3 separate regions of the Mus musculus genome follow, and regions 2 and 3 are each linked to region 1. A link is a contact called in public Hi-C and HiChIP or PLAC-seq data. All regions are on one chromosome and are shown on one strand. The core of a region is the stretch at or near the end of the contact, and the rest is flanking DNA. Distances in the headings are between cores, read along the strand shown.

Region 1 (2,911 bases), core at 112-2,611:
GTCACATGTTAGATATGATGTGTTTTCTTCTCTGCCACACTGAGTCATCTCCTCCTCTCAAAAGACTGCTTTTCCTTCCTCCCAGTTCTTCAACTGTCTCATAATCCAACCCTCCTGGAAAATGAGCATTCGGACATGCTGCTGCAGCCGCAGCAACAGCAGTAGTCACTGGCCACTAAGGGTTCTCATTGCCTCAAAGCACAAAACCAAGACTTGGCATTTCTTCCTCGGAGGGTGCTCTCCTTTCTCCATATTTCCACATTGCCCCCGTTGAGATAAATAAACACATTAAAACTTTTTAAAAAACGTATCCTAATAGACAATTGCTTATCACAGAGGTGGACCAGCATGCCGGGATGGAAGTGAAACACAGACAACATTCCTATGTAACATCACGGTATTTTTTTTTCTATTGAGCATAAAAGAACAAAAATGCAGTTTCTTAATCCGGTGTCTCATTAGAATATTAGTAACATTTGCTACACATAAATACCGCAACCCGGTAACACACGTAGAAGAACTTCCGCTCAGATGCCCCTCTAACTGCAGTTTAAATGGGTGCAAGGCTCCAGGCAGCTACCCACCCGGAGTAAGACTGGTCAGCTCCCAGGCTCTAATCTTATCTGCATTAGGCTACACAGTAGCTGATGCCCGCGATTAGTTCCAGCTGAGTGGTGCAGGTGGGGATGCAGATACAACCCAGTAGGCGAGCTCTACCCTAGCCAGCTACCCAATTACAAACACCTCTCATCTACGCCGAGGACACAACTAAAGACGGTATTTCGAATTGTTAATGCGAAACTTTACACTTACATTAGTTGCCTCAACCTTGCCCCTTTCCCGGTAGGCTGCAGTTAAGAAGGATTTGCTCCAACACATAGAAAGCCATGCATCTGGTAGCACCAGTTTGGGGAGAATTCAGAAGCAGCAAAACGTTTTCTCCTTGTAAAATGTGTGGCTTCGGGCTGGCAAATTAGCAACTCCCGAGAACAAATTCACAGATTTGTCGTTAGTCATTCTCTCCACATTTCCTCGCTTTTACCCACTGGGTCTGGGCTCTTCTGGTATTTAACGCACACCACATCCAATTGCACTTCTTCAGCTCGGGAGTGTATCCCACCGCATCCAGCCTACCATTTGCATCCGATGGCAATACTGCTGAAGTCTCTAACTTCTAGTAGGAAACGTCAGAGTTGGGTGATGGTGATTTTCTGGATGTTTTCCCGGGGTGCCAATTGCCCGGCAAATTCTTAATCCGTGAGTCCTTTCGCGCTTAAGAGACTGAGGCTCTCCATCCTACCTCGCGTACTCTTCGTTTTTCCCTTCTCTTCTGCCCCCCTCTCCTTCTCCCTCTCCTCTCTCTCCTCTCTCTGAACTGAATTTCTTGATATAACTCTCAATAAGCCCAGAGGGAGGGCGTGACGACCGAGGCCCCACCTCCGGGTCCTGATTGGCCAGCATCTTGCAGTGCGGGAGGCTGCAGAGGGCTGCGGGAGGGGGCGCGGAACAAGGCGCTGACTGTCTTCAGCCTCCCCCTCCCCAGCGCCCCTCGGCAGCCGCGAAAACCTGGAGGAACGATCCCGGTCCCGGGAGAGCTGTTTTCAGGACGCGCACTGAGCATGCCCGGCAGGGGCCAGCACCCGGGGTGGCTCGGGAGCTCTGGAGCTCTTACCCAGCTTGCGGCGGCGGAGCCAGGGCGGTGCGGTTGCACCGGAGCGAAACCCGGGAACCTAGATTCTCGCCACCGGGTGGTGAGGGTCATTGAGGCCGCTCTTCTCTTGATGCATTTCTGTCTGCAAAGTGGAAAGGGCTAAATTGCAGAGATGGCTGAGACGCGCAGCCACCCCTCAGTGAGGAGTTTTGGCCAGCAAATCCTGGAGCGCATTAAACCATTAAACCGGCTCTGTGCCGGGTGCTGCAAATTGAGGCATTTGCTGGCAGGGACATCCGAAGGAAGGGCGAGGAGGGCGGAGAGCTAAAGATAGGGCAGTAGACATTTGAGTCTCGGTGGAAAATGGAAAGAAAATTAATCTGGGCTTTTACTGCGTGCAGGGTCACTGAAAGTGCCTGGGGAAAAGGTACGTTGTAGCTGGGGTCCCTGGGCGCAGCCACGGACAGTTTGCTGAGCAAGAAGTCTCCTTTCCTGGGATCTGATCGGAGCTTAGGCGCCTGGTCGTGGCAGAGCCTCTGTCGTTCTTTTGCCTCGCAGGGAACCCGGAAAACCTAGCTCTCTGGAACGAAGGCTTCATCTGAGCCTGCTGTCAGCTCACCTATGTGCGAACTTTGCTTCCGTCTGGCTTGAAGGAATCCCAAGCAGCTGTTAGCCAAGCTGCAAAGCTCCTTTCCCCCTTGCCACTTACTGCTGGACACATTTCCCTGCCAGGCATGGCCCTGACTTCAGCTCTGTAGTACATCCGCACAATCTTGTTTCTCATTTTTATACCAGGGCTGGATGGGATACTTCAGAAAGGGTCACCCTGATTTCTGTCATATTCCCTCAAAGCCTCACTCATCTTTAAAAACCAGTAAGTTAGGAAGGTTTGGCAGCACCGGTGCCAGACAGGTGCCTGAATAAAGTTTGATATAAAACCCTATTAGTTAAGTAACAAATCCCCACCTGAATGGTAATATAAAGGTGATCTGAGGTCTTACAGCATGGTTGACTTTTGCTAACTTGGACGAAGAATACAGGGCATTTATTCTAAACCTTGTGTTTCTCACACTGTGGCAGGATGTAATGGCTTTAAATTCGGGCTTTTTAATTTGGGAGAATCTCACGTTTGTGACTATTGATACTTTTTTTTTTAAAAAGCATGAACATTTAATTTTTGATAACCAAGTTAAAAGTAAAAAACAAATCACAAATCAAGCCTTCCAAGTCTCTAGTGTGTAATCTGAAATTTAGCTGTCT
Region 2 (2,785 bases), core at 277-2,776, 650 kb after region 1:
CTTTTTTATTAGATATTTTCTTTATTTACATTTCAAATGCTTATAATGAAAGTTCCCTCTCCCCTCCCCCACCCTGCTCCCCTACCTACCCACTCCCCCTTTTTGGCCCTGGCGTTCCCCTGTACTGGGGCATATAAAGTTTGTGTGTCCAATGGGCCACTCTTTCCAATGATGGCTGACTAGGCCATCTTCTGATACATATGCAGCTGGAGACATGAGCTCCAGGGATACTGGTTAGTTCATATTGTTGTTCCACTTATAGGGTTGCAGACCCCTTCAGCTCCTTGGGTACTTTCTCTAGCTCCTCCATTGGGGTCCCTGAGTTCCATCTAATAGCTGACTGTAAGCATCTTTTTCAATGCATCTGTTCCCGGGGCCATGAGAGCAGAGACTCTGTTTCTTCCTAAGATCTATCTAAGGTCATGATCTATTTCATATTGTTCCAGATAGAAGTGACCCTGACTAAAACATCTGGACCCCAACAGTGTTCCCAAACAAATCTTCTTTCCATTATAGTAATTTTATGAATATTTTTCACAGAAAATGTGGGGCAAGTGGACCATGCCACCAGACAGAAGAACTGATCAGACTGAGTGAGCTCAGACCCCTGTGAATCTCAGAAATGAGAATACAGGGAGAGGAAACACTCCTTGGATGCATGCTTTCCAAGGGGTAGCCATGACACCCTGCTGAGAGGACCTTGACAATCAGTCAGGTACCAAAAACATCTGGCATCCTTTTCCATGCAAATAGAGCACTACAAACATCTCAAATTGTGCCACTAAGAAACATCGATCCCTGCACCAAGACCATCACCGCCACCACCCACTCCTCGATGTTTTTAAAATTCTTGTCCACGTGGAATAAAGTATACAGTATACAAGATATTTCACAAAAAAATCCTCTGAGAGTGACTCTTTTACTGAGCTGTAACACATGGGAAGAGTTCTCTTTTGTCCAACGCATTTATCACTGGATCTTGGACCTGCCTGACAGGCTATGCTCACTGTTTAGCTGCCCCTGTCGCTGCCATTTTAAGACCAGAAGAGTCTTTCATCAAGAATGTCCCACTGTCAGAAACACAGAGAAGGAGATCCATGCAACAAGCAAGAGGTTTATTGATCCAGTGTGCTCTGGGGCTGTCCTACAATTGGGGAAGAGGTGACCCCGAAGATAATAAGCACACACTTTTTTTTATTACATATTTTCCTCAATTACATTTCCAATGCTATCCCAAAAGTCCCCCATACCGTTGGTTTAAGCCCAGTGGTGGCCCGAACTGATCTTTCTCAGCATTTGTGGCTCCAGGTGAGGTGAGGTCTTAGTCACCAGAAGAGGGAACTGAAACACTTTTGGTCGTTATCTGCACCTGCATTGTGGTCAGGGCTTCCTTGTAAAGCTTGTTTTGCTGGGTCATTTGGGGAAGGAAGTGTTCATCACAACCTTCTAGTGGAAAGTCCCCAGGGTGCTATCCTGGAAAGGACTTTCAGCGGTCATCTTATGTTCTCTAAGGTCGCACACCATTGTTGCGGCCCATGTTGCCCCTGCCGTTGGAACTGGCATTGCAGAGGGAGTGAGATCTTGGCTACCTGCCCCACAAAGGCTTCGAGAACTTCTTTCCTTCTTTGTAAGAGCTGTAATAAGTTCAGCTTTTCCGGGGTACCAAGAGAGCCATTCAATTTATTTGTTCTGGTTCCTCGAAGGACAAAAAGTAACAGAAAGTTGATTAGTACATAATCTGAGAAAGAGTTAAGGACAGGTAATGCCTTTAAAAATATATTGATTTATTATTTTTGGACCTGAGAGGAACACCTTATTATGAACTCTTGTTAAGCTTTGATGGAATGTGTACTTGTATTGGGATCAAAACTTATACGACCCATGTAAAGAATTCTGCACCCACATCATGTTTAATATTACATGAGACTGAATGCTACTCATTCAAAGATGGTCACGAGTGACTGTCCTCTGAGCCATACAACTTCTATCTTGAAGAAATTAGCTCTTCTATATCAAATCTGCCTGCAGAAGATAATCCCAGATGGCATGTTTACATTGGACCTTCCCATATGGATGGTCAGAATATGGCCACTTTGCCTTTTCATGTGGGAACTCTGCCCCTGGCCTAGGGGAGGGATTAGAGTAGACAGAGAGCAGGGAGTCTGTTATGTGGGAATGGAGAAGCTCTAGTTGATAACACTTTCTAGGTGTAGCAGGTTCGGGGAAAGAATACCGAAATCTATCTAACTCCTCATCTAGGCTCTGTAAGGAAGTGAAGTAAATTCATTGGTTCCCCAGCATGAACTTTGGTGGAATTATCCCTTAATCTGCCATTGTAAGATTGAGAGCAGGAGTAGACATTGCTTAGTTTCTCCAAGGGAAGGAAAGAATATTCGCATCAGAGACATCGTTTTGCTGCATCCTAGGAATAAAACTCACTGACAAGGAATGATGTTGCCTTAAGTCAAAAGAAAGGAGAGAATGAGAAAAGAAAGAAAAAAAGAAAGGAAGGAAGAAAGAAAACAAAAGAAGAAAAAGAAATCAAGAAGCAACTTATAGATATTGTAGTATCTAACAAAACAGGTTTCAAAAAGGAAAAAAAGAAAAAAAAAAACCCTAATCCACAGAGGAGAAGGCTACTACATACTTATTACAAAAGATAATTTATTAAGAATATATTACAACTTTAAACATTTGTACATCATAAGCAAGGGCAACCCAGTGTATAGAAGAATTACCACTATAGTTTAAATAAAATTGATCTTAAAACAGCAATGGCAAGGGG
Region 3 (2,700 bases), core at 143-2,642, 670 kb before region 1:
CTGGCGCACCCTCTAACCTGTTCAGACTAATTTCCTAAGTTCTGCTGAGTCCCGGAACCCAGATGGCGACCACTGCTGCTGAGGCTGAGGCCGTCTCCCGAGCCAGGCGGACACCTGTCCTCTGGTCCGGATGTTGGCCGGTTGTCTGCGGCCCGCCCAGGCTGCTGCCTCAGCGGCTCTGTGCTTCTGCTCGTCCCAGAAGCTGTCCGGTTCTCTGGCGCACCCTCTAACCTGTTCAGACTAATTTCCTAGGTCCCGCGGAGTCCCGGAACCAAGATGGCGACCGCTGCTGCTGAGGCTGAGGCCGTCTCCCGAGCCAGGCGGACACCTGTCCTCTGGTCCGGATGGTGGCCGGTTGTCTGCGGCCCGCCCAGGCTGCTGCCTCAGCGGCTCTGTGCTTCTGCTCGTCCCAGAAGCTGTCCGGTTCTCTGGCGCACCCTCTAACCTGTTCAGACTAATTTCCTAAGTTCTGCTGAGTCCCGGAACCAAGATGGCGACCGCTGCTGCTGAGGCTGAGGCCGTCTCCCGAGCCAGGCGGACACCTGTCCTCTGGTCCGGATGTTGGCCGGTTGTCTGCGGCCCGCCCAGGCTGCTGCCTCAGCGGCTCTGTGCTTCTGCTCGTCCCAGAAGCTGTCCGGTTCTCTGGCGCACCCTCTAACCTGTTCAGACTAATTTCCTAGGTCCCGCGGAGTCCCGGAACCAAGATGGCGACCGCTGCTGCTGAGGCTGAGGCCGTCTCCCGAGCCAGGCGGACACCTGTCCTCTGGTCCGGATGGTGGCCGGTTGTCTGCGGCCCGCCCAGGCTGCTGCCTCAGCGGCTCTGTGCTTCTGCTCGTCCCAGAAGCTGTCTGGTTCTCTGGCGCACCCTCTAACCTGTTCAGACTAATTTCCTAAGTTCTGCTGAGTCCCGGAACCCAGATGGCGACCACTGCTGCTGAGGCTGAGGCCGTCTCCCGAGCCAGGCGGACACCTGTCCTCTGGTCCGGATGTTGGCCGGTTGTCTGCGGCCCGCCCAGGCTGCTGCCTCAGCGGCTCTGTGCTTCTGCTCGTCCCAGAAGCTGTCCGGTTCTCTGGCGCACCCTCTAACCTGTTCAGACTAATTTCCTAGGTCCCGCGGAGTCCCGGAACCAAGATGGCGACCGCTGCTGCTGAGGCTGAGGCCGTCTCCCGAGCCAGGCGGACACCTGTCCTCTGGTCCGGATGTTGGCCGGTTGTCTGCGGCCCGCCCAGGCTGCTGCCTCAGCGGCTCTGTGCTTCTGCTCGTCCCAGAAGCTGTCCGGTTCTCTCATGACTTAGATTTAAAGAAAAAAATTTTTGGAAGGAAACAGAGGTGTGCCTTCTGTCCTTCCTGGGTTTGGTTAGGCTGAGCATCACATAATGTTGTGGGTGCAAACATGTGGCTTCTTTGCGATATCACTTCCTCCCTTTCTCTGTTACTCACTATGGTGGCTGCTACTCCCTCATGACTCTGAGATCATTCCACAAGTATGCAATGTGACAATGTTTCTTTAAATAATATCTTAAAAATGGTAACAGTGTAAGGCATGAGTTATATACAGATAGCCTTTATTATTTTAATAGAACTTCATTTCACATTAATGCCCATTTTTAATTTGGCAAATTTTTTGCAGTAGTTTTAGGATTCTGAAATAGTTACAAAAAATTTGTATTCTTGGTTCACATACTTTTATTTTATAATGGTTGTTCCACAAAAGTGTTGGCTTATAAATATTAAGTCAACTTTGATGCTCAAAATATTTTTAATAAATATATTTATATGAATGTCTAATTCTTCTTATAACCAATACATTATGTAAACACAGACTAAGAAATTAATGTCTTGAGGTAAATAATCATATTTATCAAAACATTGAAACAACTTTTTTTTCAGAATTTTAATGGTAGATGAATAATCCAAAATTACAGTTTTGCAGAAAATGCGGAAGGCTAAATAGAAGTTTATAGACAGGAAAATATGTTGAAATGTTGTAAGGTGTGAATTCTTTTATATAATAAAATTTAATAAGCAGTAATTTTTCACAAATGTGATATCTGTATATAGAATTACAAAAATCTTCTAATTTATATTCACATATATGTGGCTATTATATTGTCTCCCAGATTTAAAAATTGATCTAATATTCATTATGTTTTCAGGATAACTTCCTTCACCTGAGCAAGAACTATTAAGACAGTACAATTTTTAAGTCATATATCAGTCTTGGATAGTGAAGAAGCATTTAAGACAATTTTCAAATTTTCTTGAAGAACTATTTTTCTGTCCTATCTATCTATCTATCTATCTATCTATCTATCTATCTATCTATCTATCTATCTATTCATTCACTTTGCATCCCAGTAGTTAGCCCCTCCTCCTAGTACCCTTCTCACAATTCCCTCCCTCATTCCCCTTCGCCTCCTTCTCTGAGGGGATGGAGGTTGCCCCTGGGTATTTCTGTATCCTGGCACATCAAGTCTCTGGAGGACTAGGTGCATTCTCTCCCATTGGGGGCACACAGGGCCTCTCAGTTAGGGGAGCACATTCCACAGACAGGCAACAGCTTTAGTGACAGCCCATACTCCAGTTTTTGGGGGACCAACTTGTAGACCAAGCTGCACATCTACAACACAGGTGTGAGGGTTGGGAGGTGGGCATAGTCTAGGTCCAGCTTGAACAACTATTTGATTGGATACATCTTA

The links. HiChIP or PLAC-seq counts read pairs in DNA pulled down with a chosen protein or histone mark. Hi-C and Micro-C count contacts between places; a contact is called where the count stands out from the background.
Region 2: a RAD21 HiChIP or PLAC-seq map of pro-B cells shows a contact between it and region 1, with 3 times the contacts expected there. The contact joins the enhancer-like site here to the promoter of Pcdh9 in region 1. A contact is called at or near these places in 1 of 39 promoter capture datasets (the C10 cell line), 2 of 15 datasets of contacts at CTCF or cohesin (large pre-B cells and pro-B cells) and 1 of 115 datasets of contacts at active chromatin or transcription factors (large pre-B cells).
Region 3: a Hi-C map of embryonic stem cells shows a contact between it and region 1, with 2.5 times the contacts expected there. The contact joins the enhancer-like site here to the promoter of Pcdh9 in region 1. A contact is called at or near these places in 2 of 39 promoter capture datasets (the C10 cell line and hippocampal neurons), 2 of 484 Hi-C or Micro-C datasets (cerebellum and embryonic stem cells) and 1 of 9 other capture datasets (pancreatic islet).

Annotation. Positions count from the first base shown.
Region 1 is chr14:93,889,308-93,892,218 of GRCm38.p6, forward strand. Pcdh9 (protocadherin 9) reads right to left here and starts at 1,362. Exons shown (of 5, transcript NM_001081377.3): 1 at 814-1,362.
Region 2 is chr14:94,540,770-94,543,554 of GRCm38.p6, forward strand. No RefSeq gene overlaps it. Among named protein-coding and RNA genes, the nearest start is that of Gm23324, 94 kb to the left of the region's middle. Within about 2 kb of position 1,527, at least 14 of the 459 cell types and tissues checked have an H3K27ac peak or open chromatin away from gene starts, as enhancers often do. A contact at or near this core is called in pro-B cells, where this site is marked.
Region 3 is chr14:93,215,194-93,217,893 of GRCm38.p6, forward strand. All of the region lies in intron 4 of Pcdh9 (protocadherin 9), which reads right to left. Among named protein-coding and RNA genes, the nearest start is that of Gm23509, 78 kb to the left of the region's middle. Within about 2 kb of position 1,393, at least 4 of the 459 cell types and tissues checked have an H3K27ac peak or open chromatin away from gene starts, as enhancers often do. A contact at or near this core is called in embryonic stem cells, where this site is marked.